2 separate regions of the Mus musculus genome follow, and region 1 is linked to region 2. The links are chromatin contacts, called in public Hi-C maps. All regions are on one chromosome and are shown on one strand. The core of a region is the stretch at or near the end of the contact, and the rest is flanking DNA. Distances in the headings are between cores, read along the strand shown. Region 1 has its middle 6.8 kb from the start of Gm36024. Region 2 has its middle 22 kb from the start of Atg14.

What was found. A called contact is a pair of places that touch in the nucleus more often than the background predicts.
Region 1: a contact with region 2 is called in a Hi-C map of cortical neurons, with 2.4 times the contacts expected there. The contact joins two enhancer-like sites. A contact is called at or near these places in 2 of 39 promoter capture datasets (cranial neural crest and hippocampal neurons), 4 of 484 Hi-C or Micro-C datasets (cerebral cortex, cortical neurons and muscle stem cells) and 2 of 115 datasets of contacts at active chromatin or transcription factors (astrocytes and embryonic stem cells).

Annotation. Positions count from the first base shown.
Region 1 is chr14:48,989,707-48,994,028 of GRCm38.p6, reverse strand. No RefSeq gene overlaps it. Among named protein-coding and RNA genes, the nearest start is that of Gm36024, 6.8 kb to the right of the region's middle. Within about 2 kb of position 3,033, at least 96 of the 459 cell types and tissues checked have an H3K27ac peak or open chromatin away from gene starts, as enhancers often do. A contact at or near this core is called in cortical neurons, where this site is marked.
Region 2 is chr14:47,587,842-47,592,479 of GRCm38.p6, reverse strand. No RefSeq gene overlaps it. Among named protein-coding and RNA genes, the nearest start is that of Atg14, 22 kb to the right of the region's middle. Within about 2 kb of position 1,664, at least 11 of the 459 cell types and tissues checked have an H3K27ac peak or open chromatin away from gene starts, as enhancers often do. A contact at or near this core is called in cortical neurons, where this site is marked.

The DNA.
Region 1 (4,322 bases), core at 1,784-4,283, 1.4 Mb before region 2:
GTTCATTGTTGAGTAGTGAAGATGATATGGGCCCATCTATACGTGTGCCCAGTTATCTAAGCCAGTAAGCAGCAACAACACAAATATGAGAGTGGCAAGTCTCCCAGTCTCTGCCGTGCTTTTCAGAAGAGCTTTATCTTCTCATTCATCAAAAACAGTGAGCCCCCAGTAAGTATCAAGCACTGTAGGCCACATTGCATGGTGGAGTTTTCGTGCCAGCCACTGAAAGCCAAGCAATGGGATTAGAAAATAAACTCTGTAATACATTAAAAGATGATAAGAAACAGAAAAATCTTAGATCTGACCATAGGGAGAAAGGAGAGTTAGTGAGGTAGAGCTTCAGTTTAAAAACCAGGGTTCAGCATGGCACGCTAGGTTTTGTGTGGATTAGACCTGCACAGCTGCCCTGGGCCCACTCTCAAAAGAACCTACACTTGATGCAGTATTCTGTAGACATCAGGTTGACATTCTCTATAAGCTATCCCTTGAACTTGTATTTCTAAAGCCAAAACAGGAACACATAATCGAACAGAGGCAGTGCTTACACCACAAGTGTCTTAAGTTTGTTGAGATTCTAGTTAAAAAGTTGCATTGGACAAGGTCAACCGTGGTCATGACAGATTGTCCTGAGTGCTCACTTATTACAGTCATGGATGTCCGAAAAACCGGTGAGAAGTAACCAGAGAGGTCATTGACCTGGTAGACTTTCCAGTGGGCCAGGATGGAATGGATGCAAATAACAGCAGAAACAAGAGCCACGAGAATCAGAGGGATGGGTGCTCCATTCCTGACTGTGCAAACAGAGGAAATTAATCTCCTGCCAGATCCAAGCTTATAACCCTTACTGAAACTAAAATGGATGCATTAAATCAGAGCATATGACTTCCTAATAGCAGTATGAAATACGCCGATGGAGAAGCTAGACGAGAACTAAGAACAACAGGGTAAACTAGCACACATGCATGAAGATGTCACAATGAAATCTACTGTTTCATATACTAACTTAAAAGAATAAAAAACAAAGGTGTCTAAGAAAGCTCTACAGCTCCCGCTCAGGAAAGATCTTTACAGTAAAGGTTTTTGGGTTGTTGTTTTGGTCTTTTGTTTGTTTACTTGTTTGTGAGACAAAGTTTCTCTATGTAGCCCTGGCTGGCCTAGAACTCACTCTGTAGACTAGGCTGGCCTTGAACTCAGAAATCTACCTGCCTCTGCTGGGATGAAAGGTGATTGCCGCTATCTCCAGGCTACAATAAAGTTTTAAATTATTTATTATTATTTATAATAATAATAATAATAAAATCAGAGCAATAACTTGATGGCTGAAAGACATGGACAGAATTCTGGACTGAAATGGGGTGAGCACAGAGATCTTTATGATGCTATAACCCTTCAGTGTTCTGCTGGAGACACTGTGGCTTGTGGAAGGTGTTCAGCTCAGCAAGGTCGTTGATAGACCCAAGAGGAAAGAAGGCAGGGAGAAATGACTCAAGACTAGATCTGAGACTGTGGCTCTATCCACTCTGTATGAGGAGTCCTTATCCACAGGGGAAATACATTGAGTGTACTGAATTACCGTGCCTGCCTAAACCAGCCACTTTAGTGGGCCTAATGTCATTTGCTCATATAAATGTTCCCTACCAATTCATTCCTTTTTCACAGTGGCCGAGGAAATGTACATTCATTGTTAAAACAAACAAAGAACCCTTCTGTGCTGCCTGACTTGCAAGTGATGCTGAGACCCTCCCAGGATACAGGCTCAGCAGAGAATATCCCTGCCCTTTATTTGGTTTGTGGGAAGGGAGTGGGAGGCTATTGTTTGGATCCAGGACTGGCAATGTACACTGGAACATTCCTTCTCCACCTAAGCCCTGAGACAACCGCAATCCAGGAAAGAGTTAAGTCAGAAAGAGGAAAATATCTCACCAGCATAGCTTTTAAACAAAAGACATGAAAATGGAGGCTCTCCGTATATGGAAAAATTTTCCCTTTTCATCCATATTGATAGCCAGAGGGGGTTATTATTGAGAATATGGGTAAAGTTACTGCCAGTTTTTGCTGCTACTCGTGTTTAAAAAGAAACTATGGAAACCGAGAGAAGGAATATTAATTAAGTTCAAATTTGGAATGTCTTTGCCAGGCGTGGATGAATGAATTCAATGAAGCAACCTGTTGGGTTGAAACTCAGTGTTTTGTTTGCAATTAAAAGAGTGCTGAACTTTTCATAGATTAACACTTTTTGCAGTAATCTTATTAAAAGGTTATTTCTTCATGAGATTAGTTCTGGAATGCATTTTTTTTCTATTTAAAGAACCAGTAGATATTTTCTCTCCACCCCCTCCCCCACAATTGTAAGTAGCTGCATTACTAAGTATGCCCCCCAATGTTTACAAATGTTAATACATTTACTTGCTAAAAATAACACCAAATGGCACAGACTAGCAAATCCTCAAACACCCCAGCCTTGGCATCTTCCCCCACCTCTAACTGAAGAAACTTGTTACCAGTCTGGTAGATCATTAAGAGATTTGATTTGCAAAAACTAACTTCTCTCACCTGGAAATCCAAGCAACCTACAAGTTACTGGACCTGTTTTAATTTTTTTTAAGAGCCTGTGGTTTGAATATATATATAAACTTTCTAAGGTCCTTGGATAGTTACATGGTCTAAGAGTTATTTATAGCCTGTGACTTTTCTAAGACTGTTTCCAGTACTGAAAGACAGAGGCCCAAGTGGATAACGCTAACGAACAAATCTGAAACGAGACAATTCTTCATTTAAATAAAGCTAGACTAGCTTCATTGGCCACCGCGGGGGGTGGGTGGGGGGTGGGGGGGTGTTAAAGGATGCCCCCACTTTACAATGTGAGTAAGTTGTGGCCGTCGTAGTTCTCTGATTAATTTGCTTCTTTCTGGTAGGGGGATAGCAATGCTGAGGCAAACACTGACGAAACTGGAAATCAGCTCTGTTTAGTAAATGGGAAGCCGCGTTCTAAACACAGACAGCATCCTAAGGGCTCTGCTCGCATGCTAAGCCGCGTGCCTGGCTGATGGGCCGCCGCAGCTGCGGAACAATGCACTTCTCATGGATGGTAGGAGGGAGGCAGTCTTGTTTCAAGTAATACTATTTCTGGGCGGTAATCCAAAATGCGCAGTAGGCAGAAGTTAAAAGGAAGCGCTTGCTTTTAGGTTTTTAAAATATATCCCTTAATCCAGGGTGATGATTGACAATCATGATTTAGAGTATGAGGGGCCGCTCTTTAATCCAGTAAGTTTGATGTTATTTGTGTATCTAGTAGGGCTTTTATTCCACTAAAACTAAGTGGAAGCCTGTGCAATTGATGCCGCATTTCAGAATTGATTCTTGGCCTGTGCTCTATTTACAGATTAGTAAGCACACAGGATCCGGCCTCCTCATCTTTTTGAAATTTAAAGGTCTTGAAAGGCACATTTACAATTAAAATGTTTCTTGCTGTGTACGAGTGTGACCAGGAAGTGACGTTTTTTTCCCCCCTGTGATTTAATTTTTTTTCCCTAAACCAGAAAAGAAGCAGTTTGTAAGATTTTCTAATACAATTATCAAATGGAGCCTTAACCATTCATTCTGTTTACAGGTGGCTGAAATATTGTCGCCGATGCCTCTGTGTAATTTGTTGGAAGCACATTTGAGACATGTTACTGAACGGTCCCCTAGCCTTTGTTCCCCCTGTAGATCTCCATGGACGCTTTTTCTGGAGACTAGATCACTGTGCAGCCATTGTGCGCCTATTGTTTTCATCAACTGGGGCAATACTCTTCATAAAAGGCCCACATGATGAAACCATCATCTCGGAATCAAGAAGTCCAAAACTAAGATATAAACAGAGGGATCAGAGTGAGGGGTGCACTCTACGGTAGGGATGGAACGTGCTTCTTGTCCCTCGAACTGTCCTTGCTGTCCTTTCTTCAATCCTGAATAAAACAAACTGGCCTTAGAAATGAGAGGAGGAAAGGAAAAGCCGGAGTGACAGAGTTTTGTCTGCATTCTGAGGTCTTTAATTGGGAAATTCTTAAAGTAGAACACATTCACTGCGAAGCGTTTGGAAACTATTGAAACAGAGAGAATGCTGTGATCCCTGGTTCAGAGCAAAGACAGTCTTTGTTATATTTGACTTGTTTCGTTGTAAGGTTCTGGACTTCAGGGCTAAAACACTTCCCAGGAGACATTGAAGCTTTGGAGTGGGGACCTGGGTGAGACAAAGGGCTATGGGTTTGCTTTGTGTGAGCAAAACTTTCTGTGATTAAAAAAAAAAAAGAGTAATGGGTCCTTTTTGTGTTTAGAATATA
Region 2 (4,638 bases), core at 415-2,914:
CACATGCTCTAAAATCCCTCCCAATGAGCAGCTAATTCCTTTGTAGCAGCTCAGCAGCTAGGGCCAGGCTTAGCCAGAATATTCTCTTTCCTAACAATGGTCTTGGAATTTTAACTATATTAGCAAAATCCAAGAGCACCTGGGTTTGGGTTTGGACAGCTGGGGGACAGTTCATTAGGGCATAGGGCAGGGATTGGGGACCCCCCTCAGCATTCTGTCGTATGTGATGGGGCATAGTTTAAATTTTATTTTAGAGGCTGGAGAGATGGCTCAACAGTTAAGAGTGCTTGTTGATCTTTCGGAGGTTAGGAGTTCGGTTACCAGCATCCATAGCAGGACTTTTAACAATCATCTGCAATTTTAGTTCCTAAATTGAATGAAGATGGCTCCATTGGTCCATAGCAACTGACATTACTGGGAGGTGTGGCCTTGTGGGAGAAGGTGTGGGAGTAGACTTTGATGTCTTAGAAGTTCAAACCAGGTCTAGCGGCTGACAGTTCCTGACTGTTGCATGCAGATCCATATTTAGAATTCTCAGCTCCTTTTCTAGCACCATACCTGCCTATATATGACCATGCTTCCCAACATGATGATAATGAACTGAACCAGTACCAAATTAAATGTTTTCCTTTATAAGAATTACCGTGGTAATGGTGTCTCTTCACAGCAATAGAAACCTGAACTACGTAAGACAGGATACAAGGATGCTCTCTTCTGGCCTTCTCAGACATACTCACATGCACAAGCAGTGCATACACACAGAGAGACACACAAAATGGAGTAGGATATAAATAACATTGATCTGTTTTAGTTAGTTTGGGATGCCGTAGCAAAAAACCATCACAAACTGGGCAGTTTAAACAACAGAAATTCTCTTCTTCACCATTCCAGAGATTGGAAATTTAAGACCAAGGTACCCAAGGCCACCCTCTCTTCTTCCCTTCTAGATAGCCCCCTTCTTTCTGTCCCTTCTTCCCTTCTAGATAGCCTCCTTCTTTCTGTTCCTTTTGCAGCCCTTTCTCAAAACATGCACAACTCTGGTGTCTGTGTGTACTCACTCGCTATTCTTTTTTTTTTTTAAGATTTATTTATTTATTATATGTAAGTACACTGTAGCTGTCTTCAGACACTCCAGAAGAGGGCATCAGATTTCGTTATGGATGGTTGTGAGCCACCATGTGGTTGCTGGGATTTGAACTCGGGACCTTCGGAAGAGCAGTCGGTGCTCTTAACCACTGAGCCATCTCGCCAGCCCCTCACTTGCTATTCTAATGAAGACACCAGATTTATTTTTTAAAAAGATTTACTTACTATTATATCTAAATGCACTATAACTGTCTTCAGACACACCAGAAGAGGGTGTCAGATCTTATTAAGGATGGTTGTGAGCCACGATGTGGGTTGCTGGGATTTGAACTCAGGACCTTAAGAAGAGCAGTCTGTACTCTTAACTGCTGAGTCATCTCTCCAGATTTTTTAAATTGGTGTTTAAAAATACCTGTGACCTTTGGGGGGCAAGCAGTCTAAGTGCAATTATGAATACAAGAGTTCCTGATCTGTCAGGCTGGCACTGAGCCTGCAGCTCAGTAGGCTGCCGCCTTTAGCATACGTTATTAAATGAATCCATGCACCATTATATAAGATTCCAGCGTTGTCAGAAGGCTCCCTTTATCCTGATTAGAGAAACCATCCTTGGAGCTGTCGATTCTAGGACGTGTTTCCCACACTCCATGCTCGGGGTGGATTGCTTCATTAACTAACATCTATTGAGCAAATCAGCTTGGAACAGAGACAGGTGGATGAATAATTAAAAAAAAATTTTCTCTGAAGCAGTAGAATCAAATGGGAAAGACATTATTTTAAGTCTCCAAGTTCGTTTTGAAATCTCTTACATAAATGTGTCTGTTTATAGAACCATTCAGCACAGTTAAGTTCCTAAGAAAGCCAACGCATTGGAATTAATGATCCGCAGAAAGACAAATCTCTAGATATTTGCGTTTGCATTATCTTCTTGAATTATCTGGACCCTAACCATGGAGCAACAGAGTTCTGTATGTAGCTAAAGATAAATTCTCTGTAATTGCTGAAAATCTACCTGGGGCTTGGGGGTGCAAAATAATAACAGAAGTACCACATCTGGGTGGGTGGGATGGCTCTGTTGGTAGAGCCACTTGCTACCAGGCCTGATACTCTGAGTAGGATTCCTTCCACATGTTGGAATAAGAGAACCTACTCTTGACAATTGTCTTTTGACCATCACAAGTTTTCTTTTCTTTTCTTTTTTTTTTTGGTTTTTCAGGACAGGGTTTCGCTGTATAGCCCTGGCTGTCCTGGATCTCACTTTGTAGACCAGGCTGGCCTCGAACTCAGAAATCTGCCTGCCTCTGCCTCCCGAGAGCTGGGATCAAAGGTGTGCGCCACCACGCCCAGCTCATCACAAGTTTTCTGTAGAGTACACTTGTCCATGGACACTCCAGCAAACATAATACATATAAAAGAGATTCCACACCTGAAAATCTGTGTATGATGGTGAACCCTGTAATGCCAGCACTTGGAGGGTAGAGGATATATAGTTTGTGACCAGCCTGAGCTACATGAGAAGAGGGAAGGGGAATAAAAGAGGAAGGAAGGAAGGAAGGAAGGAAGGAAGGAAGGAAGGAAGGAAGGAAGGAAGGAAGGGAGGGAAAAGAAAGGAAAGGTGAAAGAAAAGCTGTTCCTTTCTCACCATGAGCCATTGCCAGCCCCTTCCTCCCTGTGCAGCCAGCAGCATCTTGCCTGGCTCATCAGCTTCTCTGCATCCCTCCTGACTCAGCACCCCACCAGACTGACCCTGCCTTGCCTTGCTGCCTGTGCCTGATAAATGGCCTCTGCTCTCTGCATAGAGAGCACCAAAGCTCCTCTGACTCTCCCTGTGACATCCAGGGTAACCATGATGCCAACGAACCCTGTTTCAGAATGCTCAGAATTGTGCTTCAACTATAGTAAGTATGCTTGCTTTTCTCCAGCCCAAGCTTTTATTTTTAAAGATTTATTTATTTTATGTATCTAAGTACACTGTAGCTGTCTTCAGACACATTAGAAGAGGGAGTCAGATATCATTATAGATGGTTGTGAGCCACCGTGTGGTTGCTGGTATTTGAACTCAGGACCTCTGGAAGTCAGTGTTCTTAACCACTGAGCCATCTCTACAGCCCCAAGTATGCTTGCTTTTAAAGTCAATGCTTCTGGGTGCACAGTTTATGTTTTAAACATGAAAACTCATTTCAGGATAAAGGTGTAGAGAGGAGAAGTTCAGATTTCCCTATTCTTTTTCTGTCCTTAATGGATTATAACTAATGACAGTCTGACTATTTATAAAAGGAAGGACCAATTCTTGGTCTTCTAAGATGAAGTTCAAGATTAACAGACATATCCTTGAAGGATTGTGTTGTTTTTACTAACACCCTGAAATTGTTTTAAAAAAAAAATGGTACTTAGGGGCTGGAGAGATGGCTCAGAGGTTAAGAGCATTGACTGATCTTCCAAAGGTCCTGAGTTCAATTCCCAGCAGCCACATGGTGGCTCACCTGTAATGGGATCTGATGCCCTCTCCTGGTGTGTCTGAAGACAGCAACAGTACACTCACATACATAAAATAAATCTTTGGGGGAAAAAAGATACTTAGGGCTTGGTAAACACAAAAGATATAAAATTAAGTTTGATTCGCAGTGGTGTGGCTGAGCTTGGTGGTACACACCTTCCTTTAATCTCAGCATCTGGGAGGCTGAGGCAGGTGCATCTCTGTGAGTTTGAAGCCAGCCTGGTCTACAGAGTGAGTTCTTGGTGAGCCGGAACAATCTACTCCCACTCCTAAAAAGGAAAAGAAAAGAAATAGAATAGTGAGCTAGAATTCTTGAGGTGACAGGAATGATGTATTACATTGTTGGAAGAGGTCCATTTGTGTGTGGCAGGATTTCCCCTGTCCAATTACATTAAAATATTAGTGCACAGAAGGCCTGTGATGGGACAGGGAAAAGGAAGGCGGAGCTAAGAGTTGCAGAGACAGTGACTGGGCAAGAGAGATAGGGAGGAAGCAAGATGGAGAGTGATGAGCAGGGTGGTTCAGAATACACGTGGTTTTAAATAGCCACAGGTAGATTTGATATTGTATAGGGATAGAATAATTGGGGTAACTTGTCTAATCTAGGTGGGCAGCTTGTACCATTATCAACTGACTCTGAATTTTCTGTGTGAGCATCTTGTGAATTGAGAATTTAATGATGTATACATCTGACTGATTAGATATAAATTTCTAGAGTTTTGTTTCTACTGGGTTGCTGGGTGTTGTTGTGGATGACCAGGGGGGTGGGTGGTCACAGCATGGGGCTGGAGTGGCAACAACCAGCCAAGAAAAATTAGTGAGTCAGGTGGAGACATCTCAGGAGCCTGGGGCCAGAGTCTGCTGAGATGAGAACACGCGGCTGGAGCCATGTGGCCTGCTGGTGCCCAGCGTAGAGTGGGAACTTGCCACTTTTTTCATTATTTCCTGCATTATTTGTGCATATTTTATATTCCATTATCTTCAGCTCTGCCTCTTTTCATGGGAGATCTATCTGGATTGGTACACAACACATAACTTCTGGATTGGTGCTTAAGGTA